3 separate regions of the Rattus norvegicus genome follow, and all the other regions are linked to region 3. A link is a contact called in public Hi-C data. All regions are on one chromosome and are shown on one strand. Each heading gives the region's core, a stretch centred on a gene start, on an enhancer-like site or on the middle of the called end of the contact. The rest is flanking DNA. Distances are from core to core; before and after follow the strand shown. Region 1 overlaps Rab30 (RAB30, member RAS oncogene family). Region 2 holds the start of Prcp (prolylcarboxypeptidase). Region 3 holds the start of Ankrd42 (ankyrin repeat domain 42).

Region 1 (3,172 bases), core at 668-3,167, 200 kb before region 3:
TAAATATGGTCATGAGATGCACAGCATGCTGGAGGACTAAGACTTAGAACTGTCCTTGTCTTTAAGGCCACTGGTATGATACATGGGGATAAAAATGAAGTTCAAAGCGATTTGTAACTGCTGTTTTTCAGAATTAGTCTAAGTGAAGTTGATATTGTGGGATAGCTCAAAGAGTAGACTGGCAAATCCCTGATCTAACACTAGGGTCCTTCTAGGCACACTTTGATGAAGAGAAGAGGAAGAAATCTGCCTCCTTCCTCCCTCCATAGAGCCTCACTGCTTTGAATCATATTAGTCCAAACATCTTGTTTTGATCAGTGGTTTCTTAATAATTTCAAAATCAAAACCTGACATAGTATAATGCTAATACATTTCAGTTTCATTTTTAGTTATTGTCTTTCCACTTAGGGAAAGATGTTGACATAAAAAATGACTAAACTATGGGTGGGGAGAGGGAATGAAAGCCAGAAAAAGCCAATGATGTAACCTTTGAAATCTATACAAATGATGATTGGCTCTATATAATTAAATATTAATATAACCCAACAGACCTAATGAAAGAATACAAAGGAAAACAGCTCTGTGTAGGAAAAGGAGAAACCACAAAGTTCTTTGAGGAAACAGTCTATGATTGGCCATATCAGAAAACTATGATTCCATAGATCTTTTCCAAGCATGACTCTATAACCTGAACATGTATTTTCATTGGAAACTACACAAGGTGGCCACATATTTAATAATTTTATTGAAAGAAAGAAAAAAATGTCATATTATAAATGGGAGGAGAGATGGCCTTGTCAGGACCAGTTGAACAACATTACAGGAAACTAAATCTTGGAGGTTTTTCACCAATAAATAATTTTATGTAAAGGAGGCTTATCTGAGCAAATATTGCCCTGGCAATAAGATTATTAGGCAAAATAATATTTATGTTCTGCCCTAGATGGAAATGATTCTTTCTCAAGAACCACTTCAAGGACTTTCACTTAAAAATAACAAACAAACAAAACTCTTGGCACTGAATCATTTATTCAACTGATATTTATTGCACCTAAAATATTGTCAAGGACTTCTCAAACTTGAGATACATCACTGAACAAATAGTCAAAAGGCCTAATCTTAAATTTACAGAACGGTGGCATGTAAGGGGCCAGCTTCTCGCTTCTCAAGTGTCCACACTAATGGGCCAAGGATTGGTGAGTATGACTTCCTCAGAGACCCAGGGCAAGATGGACCTGGAGCAGAGCTTTCTGAGCAGCTTCTAAACTGGAAGAGGCAGATGGGGGCGCTATAAGCCCAAAGGAATGAGAATAATAACATAAATGTGACCCCAAAAGCTGTTATTCTGGAGCTAAATTAGTCCAATCTAACAAAGCCCTTAAAGTTCACAAAGCAACGTTATTTTTAACACACTGCTGTGAGACAAGGCTGAGTCATCTTATGCTGAGGAGATCAGAATTTTGCCATAAAGAAAAGTAATAAATCTAAATTTAGGGACATTCACAGTAGAAAGATACATTTTTTTTGTAACCTTGATTAGTTTATCTTCTGATGCCTTTGGTTGCTGGCTATTAAGCAAAGGTTAATTATAAATGATTTTTATTTTCATTAAAGTGATGTTTTGTCTCCTTCCTGTATAAAAGAAAGATAGTTCAAACTTTTAGGAAGTCTTTTTCTTTCCTATAGAATCAAGAAAAGCATAATGAGCCAATCACAATACCAATGACTGGTAATAATACATGCAGTCACATGTAAAAAAGATTGGACATTATGGAATCTGCTAGAAATGCTAGAAATGTGTTATCAATGTCCTGCCGTGTTGACTCATTGGTTTGTAATTCAGTAGCTTTCCAAGAGTGACATGCCAGGTCCAAGATTGTAACATCAATACCAACAGTGGAATTCCACACCATATCCTCATTCAGTGATTCATGCTCAGTTATGCTGTACAGCAGGCTACAGCAACACCTGACAACACCAAGAGCACACAGACTTCCTTTCGTAATTTGCATCTATGACACTGAACAAATTGGAAAGTATCAAAACATGGCACTGAAGAAACAGGAACTCACTTAGCAACATGTCTTCCAGTTTGAGTCCTGTGGTAAAATTGGCTAAGTAAAGGCATCTATGCCTCCATCTGAGCTGGAGATGTCCAGTAACACATGCATACCAGTATGGGAAGGAAAGAGAAAAAGAAGGAGTGGGGAAAGGAAAGCTCTAAGGGGAGACTAAGGGCAAGAAAAGATAAAGAGAAATGTATGGTCATGAATCTGAGATCAACATTGACATAAGACAAGAAAGGACAGCTCAGCCTGCTTCCTGAGCTGCACTTTCCTAAGTTTATTGAAGATATAAAAATGGTCTGTGAGACTTTTAATCTGTTGCTATTCTCACTTATTATACTAAAAATGTCTACAAAATCCTAAACCTTGGTCTATCCAAGGATAGTTCCAGAAAGGAAAAGGCGTGGCCTGTTAAAGAGAGCTGCGCTGTCTGGAAGCCTGCTCTGCAGCCAGTCCATAGTCCACAGTATTTTGGTCATATCTGCTCTGTTTTCTCATGCTACTCAACGTGTCTTACAACTAATATTCTTTACTAGAATGTTGTCGTTTATATTTTCCCCATTTTTAAAACTTTGATTGACCTGAAGGGCAGGAAAAGTGTGGAAGAATAGAAGAAAGTTAATAAATTTCAAGAATATGAAAGAAAAGGGGCTTCTCATATCCAAACCCATCCCAGAAAAGGTGGTAATGAGACTGAAAAAGACTGCTGACTCATGGATTTCCCCCATTCTCTTTTTATTTTTAGGTAATACATCTAAGGGTATCAATGTACCAAAACGTTTGGTCTGTGAAATAGCATAATCATTAGCACCAAAAAGAGTCATGGAGCTTGTATATATTATTAAACAATAATTTCTACTGTTGGTCATGAGAAGAGTTCCCATTTTTATATCCCAAAGGTTTTGAAAGTGCTTGTGAACAAAAGAAATAACACTTTTCAAAATCTCCATGGGGTCATCAGTAAGTACTACAGAGACAGTACTTGGCCTTTCCAGTTTTGGTTTACCTGGTAGACAAGAAATCCATGGGCACCAGATTACCACTGAAGCCTGGAGAACAGCCCCTCATGCGCCCACTGACACACAGAAGGATTCCTACAGTACACG
Region 2 (3,121 bases), core at 401-2,900, 240 kb before region 3:
AGCTTCTCCCTCTAACTTTATTGTTAATAACTGGATGCTGTCAAGAATTATATGTGTAAAAAAAAATTCAAAAGTTTCAGTACAAGGATTAAGGGTAGTTCCGTAGGGAAAAGTCCGAGTTCAACTTTGTTTTACAGTAAGTGTGGGTGGAGAGCAGAGGTTCAGGAAGGAGGAAGTCCTCCTTCTAAATGCAACCTTCACTTCAGCTAGACAGCCATAGCAGCTGGCTTCACAGAAAGGTTTTCCTAGGGAAAGCAGAAAACTCCATGGTCCTGACTCCAACTTCTCAACTTACAAATGAAGAAACTGTAGAGATTCAAGGGGCTGTCCCAGAGAGACTTCTGCTACCTCAGCTAAAATTAAAACGCTTTTCTTTTCCTTTCTGTTTTTTAGAAACCCAAACACAAGTTTCTAGGTCTTTTTTAACTTCAAAATGAAATTGTTCTACAACCCCATGTCTTCCCTCTTAATTCCTAGTCAAACTTCCTATCAGTAACCATGCATCAATAACTGTCCACTGAGGCAGCTACTCTGCTAGGTGCCAGCTTCAGTTAGTCACCACTGCAACCCTCTTCAGCAAACCAAGAAACTTGGCTCAGAAACTACCCTGAAACCTCTCTAAGATTACAGGGTAAGGCCGGAATCCTGGTATGATTTCTAAAGCCAAGATCAGACTACTGTACACTTGCTAATCCCAGTGCCTTGTCCATTCAGGCCTCAGAGACTCCTAGAACTATAGAATTATATATCCTGTCACTTCAGAGGACACAGGTACTTTTCCATTCAGACCTATAGAGTAATGTCTCATGCTGCAGCAAAATACAAAGGCATTGGAGAAGTCTGTCTTAAAACTGTGAACTCAAGTTCACAGACCAGAAAAGACCTGATCCTTGCACTCACCTCAGATCAGGATACAGACCTTCAGCCTCTAAAGGTAGTATTTCAGCTGAGAGAAGCTGTTTAGTGAAGCGAATAGGCTAGCGCTTTACCCTGTTATATTAGGTAATGGGTACACTAGAATTCGTGTTGAGAGACTTAAAGGTCAAGGTTAGCCTCCATACATTAGAATTTGAGTTGAGAGAGATGGGGTCAAAGGTTAGTCTCCATAATTTGGTTTTAGCCAAGGTAAAAAAAAAAAAAAAGTTCAAATTGAGGCATTTTCTGAGATGAAGTGGTAAAAATATGTATCCTGGACGTCCAGAACTGGAGGAATAGATTTCTCGCGGTCTCTGATGGGGAACACTCGAATAACTAAGGCTTAAAGCTACCCTCCAGAAAAGGTGAACTAAAACTAAATCAAGTCCTAAGTATCAGAGTTTGAATTTTGGAGTGGGCAGCGGTGCTTCATCAAGCTGTAACAGCCAAGCAAGGTACCGGCGAGCGATTGGGACCAGAGACCTAGAACCCTTACTCCCCAGCCTCCGCTTACCTTCTGTTGGAAGTAATGAACTGAGTAGCTACTGGGTACAGCAGGGTCGGGTGTGTTAGTTGACAAGTGCGGGCTGCCGAGGGTCTTTAGCCTAGGCCGGATGGTTGTGGCGGCCCCGAGTGATAGAAAAGGCAGGAGCAGGAGAGCCCAGCAGCCCATGGCTCAGGACAGCAGCCACAGTGTGGGCGGCTAAAGAAAGAGAGCCACCCGCAGAAAAGCACTACTAAGCCAGGCCCAGCTCGTAGCTCCGCCCGCTGCAGACCAGCTCCTCCCTCGGGAAACCTAAAACCAGGCGGCCCCTGGTCTCAAAGGCGTTGCCTCCACCCTTGCCACTTGCCATCCTCCTTCTCCCCGCCCACCTCCACTGAGGTCACACTCTACGTCGGCCTTTACTACGCAGGGTTTTTTGCCTCATCCTTATCTATGGCTCCCCAAGCCCTATCGCCTCTCTAGGTTATGTCATATCTCTGCCTTTATTGTCACCATCACACTGTCCCCGCAACCTCAGTCCCACGGTAACAACACCGGGCGGGAGGAGGAGGGAGGAAGAGAGAGTCTATTGTCACCAGGCATGACGGCACACACGTGACCCTCCCTCAACCAAAACAGCAACCTTTCAGTGTTTGCCTCTCTACTTAGATGAGGAAACAAGTAGAGGGACTCGATCCTAGGTCCCTCAAGTAGCAGGAAATGGAGCGAGGGTCACAGAGCGCCCTGTTCCCTTGTAGGCTGTTCGGGCTCTTCCACTCCGCTGCTCCCGCCTAACCAGCCCCATGTTATTCAGTTCTCGGGTCACCCCATCCGCCGCATTGCTCGCACGACCCGTCCTTTCTGTGGCCGCTGAGTCTTTCGTGCAGACCAAACATTCCCTCAACCCGGATAATCCATCCAGGCTCCGCGATGGCGACTCCCTGTTGTAGTCAACAGCGCCCCCTCCTGTCCAGCCCGCGGCGCCAACTTTCACGGCTCCAACGCCCTCGGCGTTCGTCTGAGGGGTGCAGCCACCCCTTCCCACGCCTCGAGCCTTCCCGGCTTCCCCCGCACTTCGTTGAGAGAACTACCGCTCCACCAGTCGAAGAAGAACGTCTCTCAAAACCCACAGCTACCCCTGGCTTGACAAGGAGGGTCGCTTGCCGGGGTTATAAGCGACACGCCCTGCGGAGCATTTTCTGATTGGCTCTCCTTAAAGACCGTCAAGACGACATTTCCGGCGGAAGAGGACGCGGGAGATTCGATTGCGAGCGTTTGGAGAGCGGCTGTCCGGGAGGCCGGAGTTCCTTCATGGTTGCCCGGGCTTGCCTGGGTCCTTTGCTTCAGGTGAGAAGCTGAAGAAAGGAATTCTTGGGGGGCTCTAGGTAGAGAGACTGCTGACGAGGCACTGTAACCTTGAGCTCCATTTGGATTTATTTCAAGACTCTTGGCCGTAAAAGCCGGATACGACGTTAAACGAGAGAGTCAATCCTTTTCACGTTCTTTAGTGAATGTTTACACTTTACGGTTGCTGCAGAGCCCCAGAAAGGAAAAGGCTCGACTTTAAACTGGGACATAAAAATATGTCATCAGACTACTGTGCGGAATATTGCCAGTTGCTGGCAAAGATGCTTTGTTTTGCTTTTTCAGATTACTCTGATTGCCCAGAAAAAGTATTTTACCGAATAATGCACGCAATCCAGAAACTGAAGCTTTTCTATT
Region 3 (3,294 bases), core at 769-3,268:
TTGTCAAAGAGATTTCTCTGGGATATTCTTTTATGACTTTATAGTTCTTAAGACAGTTTTTGGATATCTGTATTTTTGTAGATTATTCATGTCAACTTTACAAATTAGTGTAGGCTATGTAAAATTAATTTTTGATATTTTAAAGATCTGTATATACCACGTTCTCCTTGTTTCTAATACTGCTTTCTTTCCTTTTCCTTCTCAGATTTGCTGTGCCCACTGTGTAGGCTTCTCTATCTGATAGTGCATAGCCCATTGATAGAGCCTATACTATTGGAAGTAGCTATAAGCACTGTGTTAATTTGGAGTTAGACATTGTAGGTTCCAAATCCCCAACTCCTACTAATGTCATCCTGATCAAATGTGAACTGTTCTTCATCTGTAAGAAATAAACACAATATAGATTAGCTTTGAAATTATTTGCAAATCAGTTTTGATAGGCACTGGATACATATGTGAATATGTAATTCAGTAAATACCTGTCCCACAAAAGGTCTCAGTTGTCCCAATTCTACAAAGGAAAAAAAATCAGATTGGAATGACTAATCCCATACCCCCTTCAAACAGTAAACAAACAAACAAACAAAAAAACCTGTTTTCAGTGTGTCAATTCACTAACCTGATGTTTAGATCAATCTACATATTCCACAACATATTATCTACTGAGCAGCCCTTCCCAGGAAGTAACTATTCGATTCCAGGAACTGATGCCCAACCATCCAGAAGTTTTACCTCCTTATGAGGGGGTGACTACAATGTGCGATGTGATCCAATAAAAGCTGTGGAAAATCAGGTTTTGAGGAGGGGAATGTACAAAGAGAAAAAAATACAGTAGGAGTTGTAATGCAAGCACTTAATACTTCCTGTGTATCCCCCAAGCAATCAATTTTGATGTCTTTTAAAATATATAGAATGAAAACATAAATACTGTCTACAAAGTTTTAGAGATAAGAAAACTCATACAAAGCACTGAATACAATGTCAGACTGCTCACATAAACCCAAGAAGTGCCAGTCACTACTTAAAAGGCTATGTTAAAAAAGATCAATTTACCTTGAGAGAAGATATATTTCGAGGAATTTTTCAGAGAACAAATTTGTGGAGAAGACAGTAGTTTCTTGAGGGCAAACTCCATGTTTAAAGGCAGAGAAATGAAAAAGATTGCTTTCCTCCACCTTAATTCCTCTCAAAGGGAGAAAGCATGGTGGCGGTGCAAGCATACAAAGCAACAACAAAAAACCCACCTGAGAAGGACAACCAATATGGACGATGCTTACCAGGTTTGTATTCTCAGCGGTTAGCACAAAACTCGATGCTTATATTCGAAAAAATAAAGCGGAAGAATACATTTTGAGCAATGTTGGAGAGAAAGGTTTAGTTCAGTTAGTAATAATGTAACAATGAAAGAAATGTTGCATTTAAAGTAGGAGTACTGGAGTCTCTTTTGGCTAACGACTGCTGTTTTTAGAACTTACCCGCTGTTTTGTCTTAGCAAACTTAGTGGTATCTTACAATCTGTAAGGTGAGGCTGATACCTACCAAGCGAACATCCAAGAGCCCGACATTAAGCACACACTCAACAATGACAGGGACTGCACCTGCTACCGTCCCCTTTAGGGATTTTTCTCTGTTTCCGAAGCCATGGGGCAAAAATAGATTTTCTTTCAAACCAGCACTGAAATAGTATACCAGGCTTGCCAAGGACGAAAAGGCCCCTGAGGCGCGGCACACAGGTCAGCTCCGCGAACCGCAGTCCTGGAACCTCCATTTGGGGGCGATACCCGTGACAGAAGATTCCAGAAACAAGCCTTGTCAGGCTATTGTGAGACTGAGCAAACAAAACAAAAACAAAACACAATAAAAACCCACCGAAAACCACTAGGTACCAGAGTCTCGCGGCTTTCCACGGGCGAAGCACCTAAAAAGGTGAAAGGAAGGAAGCAGGAAGTGACGCATTCATAAAGGATACGGAAGTGACTGAACACCGGAAGTGTACTCGTTTCCAAAGTGACGGCCACGCCGCCACGCCCTCCAGCCTGCAGGAACTGAGACTCTGGAAAACAACTCTGAGCAGAGCGTTCCGGCCGACGGCGGTTGCCGTCACAACCACCAGCGTGCCCCGGAGACCGGAGACTGCGGCCTCCGCGCCAGCCGCCGTGCGTGTGCGGTCCGCGGTCCGCACGGCTACCTCGGCTCCGGGTCTAGGGAGAAGGTCCTGGAAAAGCAGGGATTCTGTTGCCACAACCCCAGAGAAAGAAACCTAGAAGGAGGGAACCGCCACACCAAGATCTCTTCAGTAAGAGTAAGTGAGGACGGCGGCGTTTCCCGAAGGGACTCGAGAAGACCCAGTGAAGACCTAAGGCAGCACCGCTGCGTCTCTCAGGAGAGAATTAGGGAACAGGATGGCTACCTGCAGAGCAGCCCATGGGTAGCTGTGAGGGGCGACAGTGGCCAACGCAGTGGCGACGCGAGCCTAGGTGAAGTCGCTGGCTTGCATCCCTGCGACTTGAGGGCAACCGTCAACAAAGACGCCTGGGTGGACGTCCCTGAAACTCGAGGGCTCCGAACCAGTGACTCCGGGATCCGAGACAGTGAGGACTGCAGCGGTTCTTGGGAAGGAGCAAGTGTCGATGCCAGCCACTGCCTCAGTTCTTGGGAAGGAGTAAGTGATGAAAGGAGTTACGAGGCCAGAGACTCTTCTAGGGTGAACATCAGTGAAGACTCCAGCCACCGGCTCCGTGGCTTATGGGAGAGAGAAAGCGAAGAGGATTCCCGCTTAAGGGGCTCTTGGGAGAGAAGGGAGGATCGTGGATCACGCACCAGCGACGAGGAGTCCAGTTCTTACAGCAGTGGTCCATGCGTGGGAGCAAGTGAAGACCAGCTCAGCAGCAGGGACTTGGGCTCCACTCCTCCCCAGAGTCCAAGTCCAAGGATGAAGGACCACACTACGCCTGGTGTGTCTAATCCAGGTCCCTCCAAGTCCTGTAGGGAGACTGCAGACTCAAGTGAGTCACAGTTTTTTGCTCTCATCCTTTGTTTAGGCCACAACACCTTTTCTAATTAAAGGGCATCCACCTGAGGCCCTGCTAACCTTTTCATTTTACTGTCATCCCTCTTCCCCTTTATTTCCACCGATTCCCAAAGCTACTCACCTGGCCTGTTCCCTTATTTGAGGTTTCCCTCTTCTACATCATTTGTCTGTCAGATATTTTACTTATATCAGACATCATTTGTTAAATATAGATATTTGTCAATTTTTTTCTGAGACATTTGACACTGGAGATGTCAAATTAG

What was found. Hi-C and Micro-C count contacts between places; a contact is called where the count stands out from the background.
Region 1: a contact with region 3 is called in a Hi-C map of the A7r5 cell line, with 2.4 times the contacts expected there. The contact joins the enhancer-like site here to the promoter of Ankrd42 in region 3. A contact is called at or near these places in 1 of 12 Hi-C or Micro-C datasets (the A7r5 cell line) and 1 of 1 datasets of contacts at active chromatin or transcription factors (oligodendrocytes).
Region 2: a Hi-C map of liver shows a contact between it and region 3, with 4 times the contacts expected there. The contact joins the promoter of Prcp here to the promoter of Ankrd42 in region 3. A contact is called at or near these places in 2 of 12 Hi-C or Micro-C datasets (frontal cortex and liver).

The regions. Positions count from the first base shown.
Region 1 is chr1:156,302,431-156,305,602 of GRCr8, reverse strand. Rab30 (RAB30, member RAS oncogene family) reads right to left here. Exons shown (of 4, transcript NM_001399389.1): 4 at 1-3,172. Among named protein-coding and RNA genes, the nearest start is that of Rab30, 15 kb to the right of the region's middle. Within about 2 kb of position 1,917, at least 12 of the 93 cell types and tissues checked have an H3K27ac peak or open chromatin away from gene starts, as enhancers often do. A contact at or near this core is called in the A7r5 cell line, where this site is marked.
Region 2 is chr1:156,342,423-156,345,543 of GRCr8, reverse strand. Prcp (prolylcarboxypeptidase) reads right to left here and starts at 1,650. Exons shown (of 9, transcript NM_001106281.3): 1 at 1,430-1,650. The coding sequence starts at 1,588. It overlaps Ddias (DNA damage-induced apoptosis suppressor), which reads left to right and starts at 2,675. Exons shown (of 6, transcript NM_001126294.1): 1 at 2,675-2,746.
Region 3 is chr1:156,102,241-156,105,534 of GRCr8, reverse strand. It overlaps Ankrd42 (ankyrin repeat domain 42), which reads left to right and starts at 2,018. Exons shown (of 12, transcript NM_001135013.1): 1 at 2,018-3,005. The coding sequence starts at 2,933.